Regions from separate parts of the Mus musculus genome. Here regions 2 and 3 are each linked to region 1. A link is a contact called in public Hi-C and promoter capture Hi-C data. All regions are on one chromosome and are shown on one strand. The core of a region is the stretch at or near the end of the contact, and the rest is flanking DNA. Distances in the headings are between cores, read along the strand shown.

Evidence for each region. Promoter capture Hi-C pulls out the DNA fragments that hold promoters and counts their contacts. Hi-C and Micro-C count contacts between places; a contact is called where the count stands out from the background.
Region 2: a Hi-C map of B cells shows a contact between it and region 1, with 6 read pairs. The contact joins the promoter of Dhx8 here to the promoter of Mtmr4 in region 1. A contact is called at or near these places in 4 of 39 promoter capture datasets (cranial neural crest, frontonasal cranial neural crest, hematopoietic stem and progenitor cells and 1 more) and 1 of 484 Hi-C or Micro-C datasets (B cells).
Region 3: a promoter capture Hi-C map of cranial neural crest shows a contact between it and region 1. The contact joins the promoter of Arl4d here to the promoter of Mtmr4 in region 1. A contact is called at or near these places in 5 of 39 promoter capture datasets (cranial neural crest, frontonasal cranial neural crest, hematopoietic stem and progenitor cells and 2 more).

The regions. Positions count from the first base shown.
Region 1 is chr11:87,590,001-87,593,784 of GRCm38.p6, forward strand. Mtmr4 (myotubularin related protein 4) reads left to right here and starts at 2,166. Exons shown (of 19, transcript NM_133215.2): 1 at 2,166-2,250; 2 at 3,389-3,433. The coding sequence starts at 3,431. Septin4 (septin 4) reads left to right here. Exons shown (of 14, transcript NM_001368775.1): 13 at 9-55; 14 at 316-543. The coding sequence ends at 27.
Region 2 is chr11:101,730,962-101,734,745 of GRCm38.p6, forward strand. Dhx8 (DEAH (Asp-Glu-Ala-His) box polypeptide 8) reads left to right here and starts at 1,995. Exons shown (of 23, transcript NM_144831.2): 1 at 1,995-2,227; 2 at 3,195-3,280. The coding sequence starts at 2,080.
Region 3 is chr11:101,663,417-101,667,200 of GRCm38.p6, forward strand. Arl4d (ADP-ribosylation factor-like 4D) reads left to right here and starts at 2,125. Exons shown (of 2, transcript NM_025404.3): 1 at 2,125-2,221; 2 at 3,132-3,784. The coding sequence starts at 3,234.

The sequences.
Region 1 (3,784 bases), core at 916-3,415:
CCCACCAGGGACAGATCCAGAAACTGAGAAGCTAATCCGGGAGAAAGACGAAGAGGTGAGAGCAATACAATGCAGATGTCAGTCTGGGAAGTCCTCCGTTTGATAAGCCTCATTATCTCTTGGCTTGGGAATAGAAGGACCTATCCTTATGCTCTGGTACATAGGTGGGATGTTGAGTGGTTCTGCCATTTCCATCATACATAAGGGCCACCAAAGTCCCAGACTCAAGGGATTAGAATCTGGGGACACTTCTTCAATACAGTCAGACTCTTCCTATCAAACACCTTGCATTGATGATGTATGTGCCTGTTTCAGCTGCGGCGGATGCAGGAGATGTTACACAAAATCCAAAGACAGATGAAGGAGACTCACTAACTGGCTTTTGGACCTGAATATTTAAATCTCTTCTTCCTGCCTATGCCAGCCTCTATTCCCTGCATCAGCTCTGCTCAGGACCCCCCGCAGCTCCTACCAGTTCGCCTTATATCCCTGCTGACTTCTCAAGAGACTCAGAGGAAATAAACTAACCTATATGTGGCTTCAGGTGTCTCTGTATTTTTACCATTTCCTGGAAACATAGCTCCTATGACTAGTTTGAAAGGCTGATGGAAAGGGTACTGGTTTCTGGCTTTTAGTAGGAAACAGAAAGGGGGAAATTTCCCTTTCGCTTATAGAGTTCACTCAGCTTACAACATAGCTTGTCCTATTGACCATTTCTACTCTGGCTCCACTTTCTGAGCCTCAAGCCTCCATGTTTCCCGTATACAATACCTTCATTTTGTAGCTGCTCTTGGGAAAAACAAGGTATTAACTACCTGGCAACCTCTGATTTCCGCCTTTCCCCAGATTTGGGTAAATAGATATGCAGAATTAAGCTCCAAATTCCAGGAAGCTTGTGGTACAGTGCTGAACAAATTCTGAAGGTCCTGTAATTAGAGTGCTGGGACATAGGGAAAAACAAAATGCCATAGTCTCCAAGGAGCTCAGTATCACGCATGCGCTAGGTTAGACCCGGGTTCTAGACCCTGTAACTAAAACAGTGAACTCAGGAGAGATTTCTGTTTTCCTATGACTTAGTAACTGTAAGTACTTCAGAAACCAAGACGTGAGGACACTAGCCTAGGATCTCAGGGCCTAGACCCACTCCAGGACTCGGACTATCCGCCGAGAATAGGACTCTTTGCCACTTCAGTTTGGTTAGTAGTGGCGCGGATCACGGAGACCTCCAGCGTTACTGGTGACCTGCGTCCCGGTGCTGGCTCCAGGCGCTTCAGTCTTGTCCCTCTACCCCTTTTACAGACTAAGAAGCCGCAGCTAGCTAATGGCAGTCAGACCCAGTTTTTCTCTCTTGGCTGAGAGACTCTGGACTGGCGGCAATGCAGGTCTCGAAGGACGGCAAGGTTGGTCGGTCGTTAACAACCAGTCCAGATACGCAAAGGGAACCGCCAGCGCTGCCAGTCCGAGAGCTCCTTCCTCCCAGGCCTTCTAGGAGGGTCTTTCACGTTTTCCATTCCTGTGGCTTCAGCAGTTCCCGAACCCAGCTCTTCTCTTTCGCAGACAAAAAAAAAAAAAAAAAATCCAGGATTTTCTTTTCCATCGACCGGGCGACGAAACACGAGAGTGATGGAACCGAGAGTTTGGGAAGGGACCTTCCCCTTTCCTAGCCGGCATGCTACCCTTCCTTTCTCGCATTACTGGAGCAAAACAGAAACACCACTGGGTTAAAACGCTGAGCCACCGCGAGGTCATTTGCGAACTACCTCTCGGGCGGGGTCGTCACCGGAAGTGACTGCTACCATTCCCTGCAATGTCCCGCCCCCCAGTTGCGCTACCAGTAGGCGACGGGCGGCCGTACTTCCTGTCCCCGGAGCCCTAGGCTGCGACCCCTCTTACTCCTCTCCCATTGGCTGCCAGAGGGACGCGCTGTGATTTCCTATTGGTCGTGTCTGCTCTCTGGCGCCAAGCCTCCTCCCTCCGGGTACTGTCTGGTCTCCGGGTGCCGGATAGGTTACAAGCTGAGAGGGCGTCTGCCCACTGGACCAGTGAGCAGCGTGGAGAGTGAGGGCGGCGGCTGCGTGGTGAGGCAGGGCGGGACTTCGCGTGGCTATTGGCCAGGGCGGGTAGAGGCTAGAGATACGATTGGTTGGGGACAAGGGACCGTGGTGGGGTTCGAGCTGCGCGGCCTCAGCAGCTGCGGGAGACGGAAGTGGTGAGAGCGCGGCTTTGGAGGGTCGGGCGGACGCCGCCTGGGTGAGTCACTGTACCCCGTGCACTGCCAGCCTGGGAACCACAACGACCAAGTCCTGCCCGGCCCTCGCCGGCTCTCTTGAGTCCCGCCCTCTGTCATTTGGGGCTCCGCCTCCGAGGCCTTGGCCCCGCCCCTAAAACCTGGGCACCTGGATCTCCTGGCTGCTTAGCCCATCCTCCCCCACCCCCCACCCTAAGACCAGAGTCCCTAACTGTGAGAACCCTGGGCCTCCTAGGCCTGGTCCTTGTCGCTCCCTTCCTCTCTCTGTTTCTCAGGCCGCGAGCCAGGGAGCCGTGAGGCAGCACCTCCGGCTGGCCGCTTGCGGGCTCCCCCGTGAGGGAGGGAAGGTTGGTAGGATCACAATGGAGGCTTTAATCGCCGTAGCCTCCTATGGGGCTCTGCTGCACACCCCTCGAGCATACCAAACATGAAGGAGTGTCGGTGAAATTCAGACCTGGCTCCCTAAGTGGGCCCAGGAGGCCTTAACTTGAAATCCTTGTTAATTCGACCCATTTGACAGATGTTGTCTCCCAGGCCGGACTGGCCTAATTCTGCTCCTGTTGTGTGGCCTCCTCCCTCAAACCTTCACCTACTTGGTCTCAAGTATGCTCAGCAGGACCGGGCCAACCCTGCTGCTCTTTTATCACAGGTTGTGGTCCTCTCCCTCTTGTCCTCTGCTCTGGACTCTGCCCCCAGTAACAGGTCAGGTGGGTGCTACTCCTAGACTCAGAGACTGGCCGAACTGCCCTGTGGATTCATGCCCCTACCAGGGCCAAAAGTGAGTCCCAGTTGGGCAGTCTTTGTCTCTTCAGAGTTGGAATTTCTTCTCTTTTGTAGAGAGCAGGGTTTGGAGTGCTCTACTGCTGGGTGTGGGGATCAGAACGTTTGAGTTCTGCTGAGTAAGCTAGGATGATACTTAGCCTTGCTCAGGAACTTTTGTGGTGGAATTCTCACCGGGCAGGGTCACTTGTTGCTTCTTCCATTGCCTGACTGGTGTGGTGACTTTTTGAGACGCCGGATCCTCTGTGGTGGAGGAAAATGAGTTGCAGAGAAGTTCAGGGGTAGACCCGTGTGACAATCGTTGATTCTATGGTGATGTTAATGACCGTGCACTTTCCTCTTGTGTTCTGTCTCCTTTAGTGACGAGCAGGAGCAGGCAGCCAGGACCCTCGCCAAGGTAGAATGGTGAGTAGCTCCTTTTCCCTCATACCACTGTGTGTCTCATCCTCCAGTCTGACTCAGGGAAGCTGCCCCACCTCTCTTGGCCCTAGTGCCCCTGGTTACTCTGTTCACTTCCTAAACAGGCTCATTTGCCCTGATGCTTTTTTTTTTTTTTTTTTTTGGATGGGCAGTGTTGTTTTGAGACAGGTTCTTGCTGTAGAGTTTTGGTTAGCCTGGTACTAGACATGTAGCCCATGCCAGCCTTGAACTTGTGGGCAATCCCTCTTTCTCCCTCCATCTCCTAAGTGTTAAGATTGCAGGTGAATGCAGTGTGGGGCCTTGTACATGATAGGCAAGTACTCTAACACTGAGCTA
Region 2 (3,784 bases), core at 745-3,244, about 14 Mb after region 1:
AGCTCTTCCTTATCTGCTTTTTACATAGTTTGGGGGGGGGGTTTGAACCCAGTGCTCCCTGCATGCTAACCAAGCACTCTACCAAACAAGCTACAACCCCAGTACTCAAAAGAAGATAAAATGTAACACACTGTCCTGTAAGCCTCCCCCAGTTCGTGTGGCCGCGGGTGGCTACAGTGTCCTGTTCATGTTTACTCTTGAGACATACACACAGCAATTCTCAAACAATTCTGAAAGTTGTTACCATGACTACATGTTATGATTCTATAGCGTTTTTGTGTGGTTGTTAATAGGGTCTTTCTTGCTAGGTAGCTCAGGCTGGCCTCAAACTCACCATGTAGTTACTAAGGCTGACTTTCTGTCTCCTGAGAAGTGCTGGGATTTACCAGGCATGATTTACACCTGGGATATTAGTCTTTTCATTTAGCTTTAGCTGTCCCAGAACTCACTATGTTGACCAGGTTAGCCTAGGACTCACAGAGATCTGCCTGCCTCTAGCTCCCAAGTACTGGGATTAAAATCGAGTGCAGCCATGTCCAATTTAGAGTCTTTTCTGATAGAGCTTTAAAAAACAGCTCCCAATCTCTTTGTCCTTTCTTCTTGTTAAGTGTTAAAAGTGCAGCTGGATAGAAATATGAAGTTTTAGTAGCAAGGAGATGTAGAGAAAGAAGGGTCAAGTGGAATTAACTCCTGAAACCTAACTCCATACTGGCAGATAAGCAAGCAGCATCAAGGGCAGACTTTCTCATTCTGTTCACGGAGAAAGGAAGGAAGGAAGGAAGGAAGGAAGGAAGGAAGGAAGGAAGGAAGGAAGGAGTGAGTCCTGGAGAAATGGCTCATGGTTCTGAGCACTGGTCACTCTTCCAGAGGATCTGGGTTCAATTTCCAGCACTCACACCGAAGCTCACAACTATCTGTTACTCCAGTTCCAGGGGATCTGACATCCTTACACAGACATGAATGCAGGCAAAACCATGTATAGGAAATAAAAACAAGTAAGTTATAAGGAAGGGAAGGGCATCAGGAACTCAGATGGCAATGTACTAAATCCTTGGGAACCTGGAAACACGGAACTACTGTGATAGTCCTTTGCCTGCAATTTTGAGAGAGGTTCTCACTGTGTAACTTTGGCTGACTTCAGTCTCAGAGAACAGCTTGTTTCTGCCCTCCGAGTGCTTCAATTAAAGGAGAGCACCAGCCTGCCCAGCTTCCCTGCAACTCGTTATCACTGAAGTGTTCCCAATAATTCAAAGACACAGTAGTGCAACAGAGTCAGCCAACAGTAGCAGAGGGGGCTCATTTTCTGTCTTTTGACTGATGGGAGGGCTACTCACCTTAGAGGAAGTATTTTCTTGTTTTTTACACAGAATACTAAGACATGGGAAACCCTTCATCTTCATTGCAAGGTTCTGCCAAAGGGAAAAGTAAAAGTTGGGACACCTGAATTTATGACCTCAGGTTCACAACACAGCTGACATTTAGAGAAGCAGATTTTAAGAGGACTGAGGGTTTTGGCAACAGGAATGCTTGAGATAAGCTTTGCTGGACCACTCGCAGTTTGGGGGGGTTATAACAGCAACTAATATTTTCAGTGTGCCTACTGTGGCTCAGCCACTTTGCATATCTATTTCATTTAGACCGTATTATCCGAGTTTACAGATAAGCAGCCAGAATCTAGCGTCTGCTGGTGTAAGGTCACTTGAGATCACTTGCCATGAGGTCAGGAACTGAGCTGATCAAGGACAAGCCAACTTGCTTTTCCGAGGCGCTGTTCAGTCGCGCAGGCCACGGTCGCCCTCTGCTGACGGATCACAGAGGCGCGCTGAGATTGATCCTTAAAAAAACCTAAAGGCGGGTGGAGTCTTCCCCCCCGCTAGAGGCCGCCACTGAACGAACAGCGTAACTCAGTGCGTCTGGCCCGTCTGTGGGAACTTCCTGCCAGATCTCGCTGATCCTTACAAAGACGGTTAACTTTACTTGACGTCCCTGTAAACAAAAGAGACGAGCGCCGACCCGGAAGTGGAAGCTGTGGCTTCGCGTTCTGGCCGGCCGGAAGGAGACCAAAGGGAAGTTGTAGCCATGGCTGTAGCCGTGGCCGCCGCCGGGGTCCTAATGGGCTCGGAGCCCGGCCCGGCGGAAGAACTCGCTAAACTTGAGTACCTGTCTTTGGTGTCGAAGGTTTGCACGGAGCTGGACAATCACTTGGGCATCAACGACAAGGATCTGGGTGAGCTGGAGGAAGGTCCCGATGGCTTTTGATTTTGGGGGTGAGGGAGGCAGGAGAGAAGCGGTTGATGGTGTGTGTGTGTGTGTCTGTCTGTCTGTGTCTGTGTGTGTGTCATCGTGACTTGGGCTCCGGGAACCTGTGGCGGTGGCCTCTGCTTGAGAACCATCCGGTCCGAGCTATTAGAAACCATTTCTGTGAGCTGCCGGTGAAGGCTGGGGCAGCAATTTCTGCTCGATTGTTGTTTTTCAGTTCTGGGGGGCGAAATAGCTTTAACAATAGCAGCAGCAGCAGCCCCCGCGAAGATGATGGTTGTAATTACGGCCAGTAATTTTTAGAAGCTCACAAGATATTATGGGTAGCTCTTCATCTACATTATCTTGTTTGGTCTTCGCACAGTCAGGCAGTAGTCAGCATCTACTTCGAGCTTGTGCTTTGAGCCGTGCTCTTAAATTAGTTACATCTTCTTATCTCTCACATACTAGTCATTAGATGTTTAAGGGCAAACTGTGACTAGGGGACCCAGAGAGAAAATAAGAAAGGCTCGGGGCCCAGATCGTAATTATATGCATAGCCGGAGCCCTTGTGAAAATGAGAGGCCGAGTATGTGAATTAGAAGCATGAGGGGAACACTTCCGTTTGATAGGTACAGGGTTGGGTGGTGTTGGGCTTTTTCAGAATGTCCTCAAAAGTAAATGACAGCCAGGCAGGCGCCTAGGATCTCAGGCTTGGGATGTGAGGGCAGAATGATTAGTAATTCCAAAGTCACACGTAGATAATCTGAGGGTAGCTTGGGCATGGTATGTATCAGGGTATGACCCGTCACAAAAAACGACGACAAAGCCGGGCAGTGGTGGCGCACGCCTTTAATCCCAGCACTTGAGAGGCAGAGGCAGGCGGATTCCTGAGTTCTTTTATAATTTAATTATTATCTGAGTCCATTTATAATTCCTTTTTTTTTTTTTAACAGCTGAATTTGTCATCAGTCTTGCTGAGAAAAATACTACCTTTGATACTTTTAAGGCTTCTCTGGTCAAAAATGGTGCAGAATTCACAGTATGTATATCTGAAGATTCTTTGTTTCCTTTTTGTTTCTTTGGTGTTGCTACTGAATTTAAATTTTGATCGCACTAAAGGATTTTTAAGTAGGAAGGAGCGATTTGTGCATATCAAGTAAATAAGCCATCAAATGTGTAAAGTTGCGTTGCTGGCCAGGGAGCCAGATTCCTTCCCCACTGTCCTAGGAGAATGCCGCAGGACTTCCGGCAGTAAGTCTGAGGATGCTGACATTCTTTTGTTGTTGTTGTTGGTTTGTTTGTTTTTAATTTTTTATTAGATATTTTCTTCACTTACATTTTTTAAAGATTTATTTATCTTATTTATGTGAGTACACTGTAGCTGTCTTCAGACACTCACCATAAGAGGGCATCAGATCCCATTACAGATGGTTATGAGCCACCATGTGTTGTTGCTGGGAATTGAACTCGGGACCTCTGGAAGGGCATTTGGTGCTCTTAACCCCTGAGCCATCTCTCCAGCCCCTGATGTTGACATTCTTGT
Region 3 (3,784 bases), core at 875-3,374, about 14 Mb after region 1:
AGGTGGCCGGCAGGAAAGGGCTGGACTCTGCCAGTCTGGCAGTGACTTCCCCTCCTCCCTTCCCAATCCTCTTTACGCGTAGCTTTTACTGAGGGTAATCTTGTTGTCCTTTTGGTCACCTTGCCCTTTGTAACATCTCCTCCCCTTCAGGACAACCAGAACTGCGACTAACTGCTAAGCACGATGCCCCACCCAAGTGCTACATTTCTAGAGACCTTTTCAGAAACTTCTAGGTGACCCATTCTTTCCCTCTGAAATCCCTCTGAAGTCCCCATTTGATGATTTGTTAAAAAACAAAAAAAAAAAAAATTGTGTCTTCCTGAGCTGCCGCTGTCTGTCACTCATTATGGAATGTGACCTTTGAGGCTTGAGGTGTCTGTAGCCCTAGAACTCTGGCTGGTGCTGAGGAATGAGCTGTGTTTGATTACTGAGGTACTTGGGGCAGAACCCAGAGTCTGTGCATGCTGGGCAAACTCTCTGCTGCTACGCCATCATGACTGGTTCATCTGTATTTCTGAAATAGGGTCGTGTTAAGTTGCTCGTGCTGGCCTTGAACTCATGATCTAGCCTAGAGAGGTTATCCATGTCTTGTCTCCTGCCTCAGCCTCCAGAGTACCTGGGATAACACTCTGTGGTTATGCCCAGTTGAACTTTGTCTTTTAAAGTCTCTTTTATCGTGCTTTTTAGACAGCATCTCACTGTGTAATGCTGGCTGTCTAACGTAAGACTGCCTCGCCCCAGAGTCTCCCCATGAGAAGACTATTGCCAAGCAGTGAGCATCCTGGCACTGAATTCAGACAGATCTTGCTCAGCCACATATGACCTAAATGTGATCATAACTAAGTCTTTTATCCATCTGCAGCTTTCTGTACCTGTAAGAAACAGACAACAGTCCCTAACATGCTACTGTGAGGTAATGGGGTCCTCCATGCTCTATATGCAGGAAGCTGAGGCCCAAAGATTGTTAGGATGTCCAGGATAGCCTGAGCTACATAATGAGATTCCTATCTCAAAACACACACACAAAAAAACCAAATATAGCTGGATATGATGGCTCATGCCTTTAATCCTTTTTTTTCCTTTTTTTTTCCCGAGATGGTTTCTCTGTGTGGCCCTGGCTGTACTGGAACTCACTCTGTAGATCAGGATGGCCTCGAACACAGAAATCTGCCTGCCACTGCCTCCCAAGATTAAAGGCATGCACTACCACTGCCTGGTTTCATGCCTTTAATCTTAAAGGCAGAGGCAGGTGGATTATTTTGTGTATGAGGCCACCCTAGTCTACATAGTGAGTTCCAGGATAGCTAGGGTTATATAGAAAGACCCTGTCTCAAAAAATACTCCCCCCACCCCCTTATCCCTTGAAGCAATGGCTCAGTGGTTAAGAGCACTTATTACTCTTCCAGCGGACCCAGGTTCGGTTCCCAGCACCCATATGAGGCAGTCACCACTGTCTCTAATTCTGGTTCCAGGAGATCTGACATTTCCTACTGAACACATGGGCATATACTGACCCACTGGCTTAACTGACACTGAGCACTGCTGCCCTTGCAGAGGTCCTGAATCCATTTCCCAGCAACCACATGGTGGCTCACAACCATCTGTAAGGGGATCCGATGCCCTCTTCTGGTGTGTCAGCGTCCCCGTACTCCTATATACATTAAATGGGCTTAGTATTATGAATCAGCTGTATCAGAGCTCCAGGTAAATACTGCTTTGCAAACTAGATGAAGACAGTGACTTGAATGAGTACTACTGAATGAGGTAAGATACGAAAACATGTCAGAATCTCTTCGAGCAGATCTTTAGGTGGAAGGAAAGTATGGGGGGGGGGCAGCCGGATTGAGGGCAAGTGGATGGGGTAGTGTCATTATTAGACATTCCGTTCCATGCTCTCGTCAGGCGCAGCCACGCCTGTTCCTTTAGTCTGTCCCACCTCCCAGCCCTAATGAGTTCCAGGCTCTGTTCCAAATACTGAATAAGGTAGAAAAGATTAAAATAAAGCGGTTCCGGATAGAACGAGCTCTCCATTTCCAGGCTGGGGCTGCAGAGGCTGGCTCAGTCCCCGCCTCCGGGACGCTGATTGGGCCGCGTCGTGTGACGTCACGAGAGGGTTTTTAACGAGGAACCGGAGCAGCGGCACTGCAAAGTCCGCTGTGGCTGAGACGCGACGAGTCGGTGTCTGGTTGGCGTGGCTCGCGGAGAGTGCGGCTGGCTGAAGGTAAAGGAGGGTGTCTGGACCATGCAAAGGCGCCGGCTTGCGGGGCTTAGGGGAGCGGGCGTCGACCGCTGGCTGGAGAGTTGCAGGGCCGTGTGGTGGTGGTCAAAGCGCCCGCAGGGGCGTGCCACCGTTGTGGGTATGCGGTGCTTGTGGGAGCCCGACCCACATCGGTGCTCTTACTTTGGGCACACTGCCCGACCGCCTCCTTCATGCGAGATTTCTCCTCTGGGGAGTGGAGAGCACAGCTTCTGCTTTCTCTCAATCTCGGAGAGGGGTGCAGGGAAACGACCTTACTTCGGATCTTGCCTGCAAGATCCGCACCCTCGAAGATCCTAGTGCCCGAGAGTTTCTCTGACCTCAGGGCCTCTCCTAGGAGTCCCTGGGACAGGAGCACGCCTTGTTACACCTGTAGCTACTTTTTTTATTTTTTATTTTTAAGAAGAGGGGAAGGAGAAAGGCATTGGAGATGGTTTAAAAGCGCCTACCCTAAAACATGAGGACCCTAATTGGTTCCTGAGACCCACATACTCTTGTAAGTTGTCCTGACTTTAACACTCAAGCTGTGAGTGGCTTACACACACGCACAAAATATTTTTTCTTTACTTTGGAAAAAGAGGCACTTAAAAATCTTTTTTTTTTTCTTTTTTGTTTTTCTAGACAGGGTTTCTCTGTGTAGCCCTGGCTGTCCTGGAACTCACTCTGTAGACCAGGCTGGCCTCGAACTCAGAAATCCACCTGCCTCTGCCTCCCAAGTGCTGGGATTAAAGGTGTGCTCCACCACTGCTGGGGCAAACCTTGTTTTAATAAAAGGAATATTTAGAAGGGTAGGGTGCAGGTTTAGGGGAAGGACCCAAAAGTTGCAAATTCGTTTATTCTAAACCTTTCTCGTTTCTTTTTTGGCCTTGTTTAGACACCCCAGCTTGTGCTACCTGCCGTTTTAAGGTCTCCTCTTCTTGGCCTCTGCTGGAGTCCCAGACCTACTCCTGAGGTCCACCCTGCACCCTAGCTCACCATGGGGAACCACTTGACTGAAATGGCCCCTACAGCCTCGTCCTTTCTGCCGCACTTCCAGGCCCTGCATGTCGTCGTCATTGGGTTGGATTCCGCGGGGAAGACTTCCCTTCTTTACCGTCTCAAGTTCAAGGAGTTTGTCCAGAGCGTCCCCACCAAGGGCTTTAATACTGAGAAGATCCGCGTGCCCCTGGGGGGTTCCCGTGGGATCACTTTCCAAGTGTGGGATGTTGGGGGTCAGGAGAAGCTTCGGCCACTGTGGCGCTCCTACACCCGCCGGACAGATGGACTGGTGTTTGTGGTGGACTCTGCAGAGACTGAGAGGTTAGAGGAAGCCAGAATGGAGTTACACCGGATCAGCAAGGCTTCCGACAACCAGGGGGTGCCAGTGCTGGTGCTGGCCAACAAGCAGGACCAACCGGGGGCACTGAGTGCAGCCGAGGTGGAGAAGAGGCTGGCGGTCCGAGAGCTGGCAGCTGCCACGCTCACCCATGTGCAGGGCTGCAGTGCTGTGGACGGGCTGGGCCTGCAGCCAGGCCTGGAACATTTGTA